Regions from separate parts of the Ovis aries genome. Here region 1 is linked to region 2. The links are chromatin contacts, called in public Hi-C maps. All regions are on one chromosome and are shown on one strand. Each heading gives the region's core, a stretch centred on a gene start, on an enhancer-like site or on the middle of the called end of the contact. The rest is flanking DNA. Distances are from core to core; before and after follow the strand shown.

Region 1 (6,341 bases), core at 2,421-4,920, 64 kb after region 2:
GCCAAATGAGGTGCCATCGCCTCCCACTACTTCTGCAGCCATTCCTTCAGCAGTACCCCAAACCCAGCATGCGGTGGCCCAGCCCAGGGTGTCAACCATCCAGCAGGTACAAGAGTCTAAGTGAAGCGCAAGTGCCATGAACTGTGACAAGCAGGCACTATGATCATGACCCTCTTGTGCGGCATGATCGTATTCTCCTCTGGTGCAACTTCATCGTGCCCTTGGGCAACACGCTGCTATAGTCATGATAATCACTTTGTACTGCCGGCAGATGGTGTCAGTAGTTGCCCTGGCTTTGGGAACAGATTCTGTAACTTCATAGGCAAGTTTCATAGGAAAAGAAACTCAACAAATTAGTCTCTGATATCCCAGCTTTATGAAGGGCATGGATTACATATACAATGAGCTGCCAGCTCTCCCACTGGCCCAGGACTCTCATGAACCTCAGTGCATGGAGCTATTAAAAAATAAAAAATTCTACTTTCTAAGATACAGTAACCATTAAAATAACTTTCAGAAAATCTTAAAGTCTCTCATTCTTCAGGCTGATTATGCTGATGATGATAGTACACACTTATTGTAAAAACATTTAAAAATTACAAAAAGTATACCAAGCAAAAACTTAATCAATGTTCTACTTCTCTGCCCCCACTCTTCAGAGGTACCTCCTATTAATACTTTCTATCAGATAGTTTCAGGCATTTTCTTTGCATATCTATATGCATATCCTTCCAAACTCCAGGAGATAGCGAAGGACAGGGAAGCCTGGTGTGTTGCAGTCCATGGAGTCACAAAGAGCCAGACACAACTTAGTGATTGAACAGCAATGCATATACATTAAAATATGAAGTCATATTAATATAAACATACTTGTAATGTGTTGGTTGTATATTTAAATGTAAACATTGATGTATATAAAGACCTAAAACGTTAAAAAATTTTTTAAAATTTTCTTCAGCATACTTATCTGACCCATTTAGTAATGCAGAGGGGTCATATTTTAGTTCTAATCCAGTAGTTTTCAAACTGTGATCTGTGAAGCCTCAAGAGGCTATGGAACCTCTACAAGGCGTTAAGGTTCATTACTTAGCTCTGTTTGTAAGGGGCTGGTGACGGGTGGCATGTATTTACAGCCACCGTGATGTAGGAAGAAATAGTAATACAATCAGTTCAGCATAAAATTTGATGTCTGTGAATCATGACATAGAAAATGTCTTTGGTTTTAGATTAATTTCATATACCAAATTCTTTAGCTTGTTATACATATCTATCATCTATCTACCTACCTACCTGATAATTCTAGTAATGATGAATCTATTCTTGGTTCCCTTCTAACAGTGTCAGAGCCCTACAAACTATCTGCAAGGATTGGATGGAAAACCTATCATTGCAGCTCCTGTGTTTACAAAGGTAATCAAAATGTTACTTCTTTCTGCCATGGCTTTAAACACACCATAATACCCAAACAAAGTTGCAGGATCCAAGATTCACTGATTTTATCTCAGGATTTTGTTCTCTTATAAATACACTACAGGGTTTGGGTTTTTGTGGTAGCTGTTACCATGCCTCCTGAAGTCGCAGATGTCTAATAACAGTTTGTGTAATAAGGGAAAGGTCACCCCCATCCCCATTCGCCATGCTGATCTCTATGGCCATCCTACTGCTTTAAACACGGTAGCCACACCTACGGGTCAGGTGAAAAGCTTTCTAAGCACTCCACAGTGTTCTCTGGATGTCTTTGGTGCTCAGGGAGATGCAGTTACATGCTCTCAGAAGGCTTAATATAGACTTTGTCACTCAAAGACAAAGAGCTTTCTTTTTCTAATCCATAGTGTCAACTCAACTATTGTAGCGGCATCAAATTCTGAGTCTCATAATCTTTGTCTTTAGAACTGGAAATTTTACTCAGGAACTTTCTTTACAAATGAAAAAAAAAACAAAACAAAACAATGGTAGGCAGAGAGATTAAACAATGTATCCAATGTTACAGAACTTGGTAGAATCAGGACTAGAAACAAGTTCTCTCATTTCTGTCTGTTGTTCTTTCTCTTATATAACATACTTTGTTTATATGTTGCCCAGGACAATAAATTCAAAGGTGAAAAACTGAGTCACACTGAATTTGTTTTGGTATCATGAAGACTACATGAATGAAGTTTATGCCTGGATTTATAATTTGTTCTTTATATGAATACCAAACTTAAACCCAGAGAGATCTTATCCTCTCAGAAGTATGTTTTAGAGCAATAGTTTTCGATCAGAGTTAATTTTGCTCCTCAAAGGACATTTGACAATGTCTGGAGACACTTTTTGATTTTCACAACAGGAGTTGGCATCCAGAGATACTGCTAAACATCCTGTAATACACAAGATGACAGCCTTCTGCAACAAAGAATTATCCAACCCAAAATGCCAGTTAATCCTGGGGTTGAGAAATCATGGATTAGAGAAAAGTGTCCAAAAAAAAAGTGTCTTTTCCAATAAGTACTGCTCCTAAAGGAGGAGCTAAATTCACAACTTCCACAGAAACATCAGTTTTAAGGCAAGTTCTACCATATTAGCTCATCCAAGATGGTTTTCCAAAATTAAGCAGAGTCTGAGTGAGACATGTTTATCCATGACCATATCAGGTGGGCAAACATTCTTATATGAAACAAGATGCATCTCGATTTTTCAGATGTTTCCTGTAACCTGCTTTTAGAATTTAAGTTTTGCTCTTTTCAAAGACTAGCAGCAGGAAAGCAATGTGTTCTGATTTGGTGACTACCAGACTTTAATGAAGAGTTTTAAGTGTGTGTGTGTGTGTGTGTGTGTGTGTGTGTGTGTGTGTGTGTGTGTGTGTGATGTACCTAACAGAGCTACCTCTATTTGTCTTAGTTCACTGCTAAGTCACCTAGCCTGGAAACAAAGCTTTAAATGCTGAGAAATCTGAACACTCTGTCGTGCCGATTTGTCATAACACTACCTTTTTCAGGTAGTGCTGATTCTTCAAAGGTAACGAAATCACAGAATAATTTATTCTGTCCCAAACTGAAGTCTCCTCCCACTCTTCTCCTCACTACCATCTGCCCAACCAGACAGCAGAGAGGTGTTCTTACCTCCCTCCACACTTTCCGATCCTTTGGGGCTGCTGACTTCTCTGCATCTATATCACCTGGTACATATCTCTGATACAACATTTAGCACAATAATAAGAAGGTTTACTTTTCTATCTCTCCCAAGCACCTTAAAGCCTATCTCTAATATCTAGATAGGAGTCCACCATGATTATAATAGGTCCAGAACTATCTTTATTATTCCCCAAAGCCTAATAAGACTTTAAAAACTATTTTTGACATTTAATTTTCATGGACAGGTTAGTCACAAGTTAGCTGTTTTTGCGTGGTGACTGATTACCTCCCTCTAATTGGATGCTCTGATTTGCAGATGATATATATGCCTTTGATAAATAAAAATGAGAAAGTGAATTAGTCATCAGTGTATGCTGTTTATCAGATAAATCTCCAAAAATGTTAGCTCTGTGGTGGGAAAGCAATGTCTAACACAGAGACTCAAACTTCGGTGAGGCTTTCTCAGCCCTCGGAAAGTGTGGTTTTGTCTCCATAAATGGGATCAGGGCTGTTCAGATGCAGGGCTCTAGCGTAGCCTGTGGCTCAGATTCCAGAGGGACTTATCAGCAACAGTGTGCTTGCGTTAGTTTCCATGAGCGAGGGCAGAATTGAGGTCATCGTCACTGCCAGTGTCATTAGAAAATTTCTGAATCAGAGCCACTGATGATGGTAACCACGTGGCGTGAGCCGTGATAACCGATCATTGGCATATGTTTGCTTGGGTTTTTCCTTGTTCTATTTACTTCTTTAGGGACTTCTGGCATTCCAGTCCCTATGATTCACTTCTATACTGCCTAACAAAGCATTTCTCCGCCAATAATGTCATGAAGCCATTTTTTAAAGGGGCTTCCCTGGTGGCTCAAACAGTAGAGCATCTGCCTGCAATTCAGAAGACCTGGGTTCAATCTGTGGGTTGGGAAGGTCCCCTGAAGAAGAGAATGGCAAGCAATTTGAGGACAAAGTTTTATTTAACCCCTTCTACCTCCTTTGGTGATGGGGAAGTACTGGTATTATCTTCTGTTTAGAGAAGGTTAAAATGAAAAGGAGGATGCCCAGCAAAACAGTGGTAGAATTTGAAAGAAGTATGGGGTCCCATATGCTAGTTCATTGCTCTACTTATAGAGGATAACTTTTTTTAACCTTTTAATTTTATATTGGAGTATAGCTCAATATAGTATGGGCTTCCCTTGTAGCTCAATTGGTAAAGAATCTGCCTGCAATGCAGAAGACCTGGGTTCCATCCCCGGGTTGGGAAGATCCCTTGGAGAAGGGAAAGGCTACCCACTCCAGTATTCTGGCCTGGAGTCCACGACTGAGCGACTTTCACTTTCACTTTTCATAGCTGATTAGCAAAGTTGTGATAGTTTCAGGTGGACAGCAAAGGGACTCAGCCATATATATACATGTATCCATTCTTCCCCAAAGTCCCCTCCCATCCAGGCTGTCACATAACACTGAGGAGAGGTCCCTGTGCTATACAATAGGTCCTTGTTGGTTACCCATGTTAAATACAGCAGTATGTACAGGTCAATCCCAAACTCCTTAACTATCCCTTTCCGTCATTCTTTCCCCCTGGTAACCATAAAATTCTTTCTCCAAGTCTGTGAGTCTGTTTCTGTTTTGTAAATAAGCTCTTCTGAAGGATGGCTATATTTTTAAATACTTTACGAGATAGACTATCCTCTATCCTTTGTACTGTACCAAAAACACTTTCCCTCTGTTTATGGGGGGAAACCAGTGCTCACACTCCTTGAGCATGATGGGAGGTAGATGATCAAATCGGAATCTTACTCCTGTCACTGTGCCCACTCCAACAGCAGCTGCTCGGGCGGGCTTTCAAGGCTGCAGCAGCACTGGGTCCAGCTGCTTCAGCAGTAATTTGAAGAGTGCAAAGGGGCAGGGGAAGTGAAAATTTGAAGAACGGCACTTCATTACATAATAGCAGAGGCAGGAAGCCCTGAAATAACTGGGCTGGTGGTTGGCTCTAGATTCCTGAAGATTACATGGGCCCCTCTCCCCAACCTGACAATTCCAGAGACTTCTCTGGCTCAATTGTTGCACTGGACACTCGTGACTATCTTGGAGCAAAAAAGGGTTCTTTATCAATAAAAACTGCTCTGATCCAACTCCAGCCTAAGGCACTATAGCATTCATTTCCAGCATCTCCCAAAGTGCAAAAACAGCCACTAGATTTAAAAAAGAGAATAAAGTGACAATATGAACCTTGTAGCTGATATCTTTTCAACCAGTAAGGGAGATGCCTTTTCTCAAGGATGTCCCTGCATTATATCTGTGGGTATGGATCTACTGAGCAGGAACTGTGTCCTTTCAAGTCACATTGACAGCACATGCACACAGCACTTGGTACAAAGCAGGAACCCAATAATATTTATTCTGTGGTGAATCACTTCCATTTCGGCTAAGAAGGAGTTGCTGCTTTCATCACTTTGTGGCTTCAGAGTGTCTTTAGGAGGAACAGAGAAAAAAAAATCCAATAGCAAATGGCTGTGGAAGGCATGCTTCTTAAGGCTGTGTTGTCAATTACCCCGCAAAGAATGTCTTCCTGGACGATCAGTACGGTGATGACACACAGGACGGATTTGCACTTTGGATACTGTTTACCTCAGCAGGTTGTAGACCTTTCATTATAGGGACTTTAATTCAAATCTGCAGTTCCTTGTTAAGACTAACTTAATCTTTGCTTGCGGGAAATGTTTCATGTCTTATTCATCTTCAGTGAAGTCAAGGTAAATATGATCAAGTCTTATACAATGTGCCAGTAGTAACAGCCTAAGACCTGCTGCTGTGTTGAACATGGCCCCACTCACAAAACGTTCAAATGGCGTAACTGATTTGGACAGTGATGTGAGCCAATTTTTTGTCATGAGACTTTTGTAGAAAAGCACAGCTTTCAGCAATAACAACTATCATTGTCCTTCAAAGCATGACCTTCAACAATCTTTTCTAAGTGGCTTATAAGATGACCCATGGCAACTCCTTTACTGAGTATTGATGGTGTGTCACGCTGGAACAAGCTTCCATCCCATATCACAGACACTTAACAGGCATATTCTATAACTGTAGTAATTCAAGTGTCTTGGCTATTGTCTCCAATAGAACACAGGTCTTGGCTTTCAATGTCAAGTGAGTACTTAAAACAAGCTAACATTGGTCGCAACTATGAGTAACATATTCTCTCCAGGAGGTCCTTCTGCAAGCGGGACTGGGGCT
Region 2 (6,207 bases), core at 2,348-4,847:
AGAAGAAAACTACCATTTACCTTGTTTTGCAATAATTAAACCTCTTGTATTAAGCATCACTACCATTCATCCAAAAAAAATTAAATTACAAATTAAAGCAGAAGAAAAGAGATTAAAACTATCAACAAAAAAAAGATGAAAACTACACAGTAATTTACAAGTCAGAAGAATGAGGTTGGGCATGGTGGTGAAATGATTATGAAAAATGAGTAACATGCTTTAACACCTTTAATATCTTATACCTTCATTAACCTCTTAAAAGACTAACAAGAAAAAAACCACTTAAATAATGATGTGGTAAAGAAAAATAACTGCCATAGAAAACACTTAGATGCCATTATTGTTAAAGTTAAAATAAATTGTCAATCAGTACAGCTGTAATCTTATCTGAATTTACCATCTTAAGAATTAACTTTTAGTTAACACAATTGAAAAAAAAATTCACAAATTTCTAAGTGTGGTAATATTTGACTTTAAAATACGTATAACAAAGAAAAAAGAACATGAAATGTGACCAAATTCCTCAAAATTCTCATTATCCTACAAATTATTTTAAATTTGGTTTGTATGGCTACTACATTATCAGGACATCTCACAGACACAAAACTTTCAATAGCTAGTGTTACTACTTGAAAGCAGGAGACTAGGGAAATAAAAAACATGTCAAACTAAATAAAACCATGTATTTAAAATACAACAGAGAGAACAACAGAATAACTAGGATTATGTTTTAGTCAAGTAAAAAGGTTTCATCTTAAATTTCCCCCCTTTCTGATATACGGAAAGCACACAGTAAATTATACATTTAAAACCTGCTCAGTGTGGCTGAACAGTACTTATAAAAAAGGACCTACATACTGTATATTCTTTATCAATATACTCAGTATCAAAGAAGATCTATATACTGCAAGGTAGTTTTCTATTGTTTTATATCACCAAAATTAATTTCTGAAACCACAGCTCCATACATTATAATAGCAGCAGTTAAAAAAAGAAACAAAATAAGTTCTTAGAAGCATGCAAACTGTAAAGGATATATTTAATGCCTAGTTTGCTTTTAAAGCTTCGTCAAAAAAACCTTGAGTTTAGCAAAATTGTTTGACATTTCCAACTTAATATTAACTATTAGAAGAGCAGACAAAAAAATTTTCAACTTACCTGGTTTCTTTCTGGATTTTTCATGACCTAGCTGCCCTAGATCATTACATCCACACGTGTACACTGTTCCATCATCCAGAACAAATACAGTATGTCTGAGTCCACATCCTACATCTCGAACCTTTTTATTTACAAAAAAGTCACTTTTTCTGGGCTCTAGTACAATTTCTTCATCAATTCCACCCAAACCTAGCTGTCCAAAAGAAGCATTTCCCCAGCACAACATGTTTGTGATTCTTCTGGTCTTCCAGCTTCAATAATAAACTCCCTTCTGAAACACTGGCAAGTTGGTGGTGTCCCTATGTCTGAGAAGACAGAAAAGAGTTAGTATGACTTCAAAGAAAACAATGTATAATTGCTCTTTCAAGTGCTAGGCTACAATACTCACTTTGTATTAAACACGAAATCTATAAGGTGCTACGTAAGTATCATTCAGTTTCCAAAACCAATCAGTGGTATATTCTTAAAATTATTACATAGAAACGTTCAGGAAAAATATATCACTTCCCGTGACTACAAGACTTCATTATTAATTAGCTTTGACTTTTTGTTATCTTCTGATAGACTAACTGAAATATTAAGTATCTTGACGAAGTTAATCTTTTTTTGCTTTTTGCTTTGGATAATTTCAGTGGGAGTAAGATATAAGACATCCGTCCACTGCCCCCAAAATCAGATATATACTCAGTGAAAAACATAACACTACAGAAACATAAACACTTGCAATCTCCCTCGAGTCACAGAATAAGTGAATAATTAGACTTTCTCATAATACCTACCTCCACATTAACAGAAAACTGAAGTTCTTATCTGTACTAGGAAAAAAACAATAATGGAAACTTTGAGTTTCCCACAATTTAAAAAGACTCTTCCAACTATTCAGTTAGAGGTCCCAAGGAAAATTATAGTTCTCTAGTTAAACACTTATCTTAAGAAAAACACCTCCAAAGATCATACCTTACAAATCAAAATATTAACACTCTGACCTCACAATTATATTTAAAAACTAAACCAGGGTACCTAATTACAATACAAAAGTATGCAGCTTAAAGATCAAGACTCTCCGCCAAAACTCAGCATTTTCTATTACGAGTGGTAACCATGACTGAAAAATATTTCCCCAAGGCAATCTATGTCTATCTATACCCCTGACACAATTATTTGAAGATGGGGGGAAAAAAACTGCAAATACCATTGGCACTGTCGATTTTTCAAGAACAGAAATGGGGACTGGGACACTGATAGTCTGATGGCGAAATCTGTAGAACTTTCCAGTACACTGAATATTTCTTCGCTTACATAGACACGGTAACAAAGAGCTCACTTCATCTAAACCTATACAGATTTTTAGACACATCGCGTACTAAATAACACAATTACAGGAAGCCCGTCTTATTCCCGTTGTAGTCACCCACGTTCCTTATACAGAACCTGAGACGTTTCCAAACCCAACTTTCCTACGTTCAGGCTAGCACAAGTGCTGAAGCTGTCTCATTCCATCCATGACCCACCCATTAAGAAAAGTTTCATTTCATTCTTTTGGGGCATCTGAACCCGATAGTTCCCGCGAGTTATGCATTGTCTGATCGGTTTTTGCTGTTTTTTCAAGGAGAGGACAGGAAAACACCCTAATTTCAGTGCACGAGGTTTATCCATCCTTTTCTTTAAAAAGTCAGAGGGGTAATGAGAAAGACGTCCTCTCGCCAGCAACAGGTAGGGGAAAGAGAAGCACTTTATTCCCAGCATTCCCTGAACGTGCACTCAGAACAGCTCCGGGGAGCCGCGGGAGAGAAATCATATGCACACACCCAACCTCACGGGCAGACCAGTCAACTACGGCAGCCGCTCGCTCGCAGCAGCAGCAGAGGCCAGTGGACGAGGCTCCGCACCTCGGCGGCCCTAGTCCCAAGGAAGCCCTTCCCCAGGGAGGTGCGACATTCCAGCCCCCGGGCCAAGGGGCCCGGCACTGCCCTCGTCCCCCACCCCACCCCCCACCCCGAGGAAACGCTGAGAAAGCACCCAGCGCCAGGCTGGCCTGTATCCGCCCAGCCCGGCCTGCCCCCTCCCTAACGCCGTCACACGCCCCCGAACCCGCCGGGGCAACGACTCACCGGACCCCTCAAGGCAGGGGAAGCCCAGGGCGGCTGGGGGGCGGCGCCTCCCCCGAGAGCGAGGCAGCTGAGGCTGGTCTCCAGCTCCTGGACCCTCCTCCTTCAGCCAGTGGCAGCGAACACCAGCGCTCCTCCGGCGTCGGTGAAGGTGCTCCTCTGCTCCTCTCTTCGGCTCCTGTGAAACTTTACCAGGCTCCTCAGAGAAAAGCAGCCGCCACTGCTGTCCAGTCCAGAGCCAGCCGTCAGCTACCCGGATGGAGCGGGAGGGGAAGGACGGGAGGAGAGAGAAGCGGAGAGCACTAGGGGTGGGGAGACCTGGGGGAGAGACTGGGGAGGAGAAGGGAGAGGGGGGAGGTGGTAACGCGGGGGAGGGGGAGGGGCTGGCCGGAAGTGAATCGCGGAGCACGCGCGCGAGCCCGCCCACTTCCCGGCCCGCGCGCCTGCGCCGGAATCCTCCCAGGGCACACCGACCCAGGCGCCTGCGTCGTGTGCTGTTTTGCGTTGCCTTTAGAGGAAAATGCCAAATGCAGATAGTTGGGGTTTGCCAGACGAGCGGAGGCGTTTGATGTGTCTTGTAACAGCGTTTCAGCGTGCACAAGGTCCTTTTAGTGAAGAAATTTCTTCGATTTTTGGCTAGATTGTCTTTTTCCCTATTGGTTCCAGTCTATTTAATTCCACCTTTATCCAAGGAGAATTTGAAGTCGCAGAAAAAACATCGCAAACTTGTAATTAAAGGCTGATAAAGTCTTTTATTTTATCCCTTAGCCTCACATGGAGCTAATCTGAGCATACCAGATGTATTCACAGCAATGATGGAGCCTATTGGCATAAAATATCAACACAAGTTCATGCTCCCGATAAAATGTTGGCTGCCATCACTTTCTGCACTCTTTCTTGGAGATAAACATATTATGCCTCTTTCATTCAGAGAAAATTAAGCAATGTGTGTGGCTGGAGTTACAGCCTCACATAAGCAAACTGCATTTCCTAGACCACTCAAGGGGGGAAACTTAAAACAAGGCTCTATTGAAACTTTATGTCACGCTTCTGTAGTACCTTGACTTCAGAATGTTGAGAACCTAGAAAAAATTTCGCAGTAAGCCATTATTTCTTTATCGCATTGAAAAATGTATCACAGATTGGAAAGTGTCTGTGCTAGACACGTACGTCTATTATTAGTTCCTTAGGGCTGCCATAACACAATACCACAAACTGGATTTCTGCTTGCTTAAAAAAACAAATGTATTGTCTCACAGTTGTGGAAGCCATAAGTCTGAAATCAAAGTGGCAGCAGGGCTGGCTGTCTCCTGGGATCTCAGGGAATTCTCTCCACACTTATCTCCTAGAGATGGTTGCTGACAGTTCTTGGCATTTTTTGGCTTGTAGAGATAATACTAATTCCTGCCTCCATCTCCACATGATTTTCTTCTCTGTGCCTCTGTGTCCTTCCCTCTTATAAGGAAATCAGTCATTGGATTAACTCCCACCTTAATCGATTGTGACCTCTTTTTTAAGTGCATTGCATCTGCAATGACCCTATTTCCAAATAAGGTCACATCCTCAGGTACTGGAAGTGAGAACTTCAACTGTCTCTGGGCAACCCAATTCAACCCACAACCTTATTTCTGCGAAATAAGAGTAAAAATTATAAGGTACTTAAAGCATAATTTCAATGTTGGGAGTGGTGATGATGCTCATGAAACATACTTAATTCTTATTCTGACAGCTTCATTGCCCTTGTAGGGCTTTTGTTGTCTTTTAACCTTCAGGACTTTATGTCTCGGAATGTATCATTAAAGGGGAAGTTGTGGGATTTGAGTCTTCAAGGTATGTAACAGATGGTGCAACAAATAGACACTAAATATGAGTGTTAATGTGATAAGAGTGTTTTTTTACCTTTTAAACATTTCAGTGAGTATTCCTAATGAGTGAAAACTAATTTCCAGGAGCTCCAGGAGATGAGGGCACCAGGAGCTTCTTCAAAGTTTTGTCTGGTCACAAAATTAGAAAAGGAACGTATGGAGGGGGGAGGGATAGTTAGGGAGTTTGGGATGATCATGTACACACTGCTGTATTTAAAATGGATAACCAACAAGGACCTATTGTATACCACATGGAACTCTGCTCAAGGTTATGTGGCAGCTTGGATGGAAGTGGGGTTTGGGGGAGAATGGATATATGTATGGGATACGTGTGTATGTATGGCCAGTTTCTTCCTTGTTCACCTGAAACTACCACAAAATTGTTAATTGGCTATACCTACCCCCAACACCAAATAAGAAGTTCAAACTGGAGGGGAAAATTTTTTTTTGTTGTCTGGGGAAGTGCCACATACCACTTCACATCTGCACACATAATGTTAGGAAGAACTACACACCTAGATGCAAGGGGACTAGGAAACATAACCTCTGCTGAGTTTCAGGTACTGCTTTATACCAGAGAAGAGAGCACGAATTGGTGGACAGCTATCTCTGCTACGTGGATGCATCTCTTCAATATTTTACAATATAGATCTTGCTTGTAGAAAGTGGAATAGACTTTTGTAGATATCCCTTTTAACCTTATAAGTTTATGAAACTGTGAGGTAAGATATCAGAAAAAAGGCTATGATTACCTTTCAAGTGAAATAAGCGTAGGGTCAGAAGGTTATTAGGATAATATAAATTTGTTGTATAAAAGCAGCATGAGTAACTGATCATGAGTAAGTATGGCCTGTGGTGCTGGTTTGTCTGGATTCAGAGCCTGAACCTACAAGCTACTCAGACCTCCGTTCTTCTATCCTCCCAAAGATACCTACAGACATTTACTAATGGTCTGTTTCACAGAAAATTACTTCTCGGTCACATTTCTATGAATGGGGGAAATTAATAATCCTCCTCACTACTAGGTTGTGGGAATTTAATAAGATAACATGTACAATACCTTGAACTTGGCCAGT

Evidence for each region. Hi-C and Micro-C count contacts between places; a contact is called where the count stands out from the background.
Region 1: a Hi-C map of omental adipose tissue shows a contact between it and region 2, with 2.0 times the contacts expected there. The contact joins the enhancer-like site here to the promoter of HERC4 in region 2. A contact is called at or near these places in 3 of 16 Hi-C or Micro-C datasets (muscle, omental adipose tissue and skin fibroblasts).

The regions. Positions count from the first base shown.
Region 1 is chr25:23,855,286-23,861,626 of ARS-UI_Ramb_v3.0, forward strand. It overlaps MYPN (myopalladin), which reads left to right. Exons shown (of 19, transcript XM_060406836.1): 4 at 1-106; 5 at 1,339-1,410. Among named protein-coding and RNA genes, the nearest start is that of MYPN, 40 kb to the left of the region's middle. Within about 2 kb of position 3,671, at least 5 of the 54 cell types and tissues checked have an H3K27ac peak or open chromatin away from gene starts, as enhancers often do.
Region 2 is chr25:23,791,431-23,797,637 of ARS-UI_Ramb_v3.0, forward strand. HERC4 (HECT and RLD domain containing E3 ubiquitin protein ligase 4) reads right to left here and starts at 3,598. Exons shown (of 21, transcript XM_060406834.1): 1 at 3,270-3,598; 2 at 1,159-1,463. The coding sequence starts at 1,384.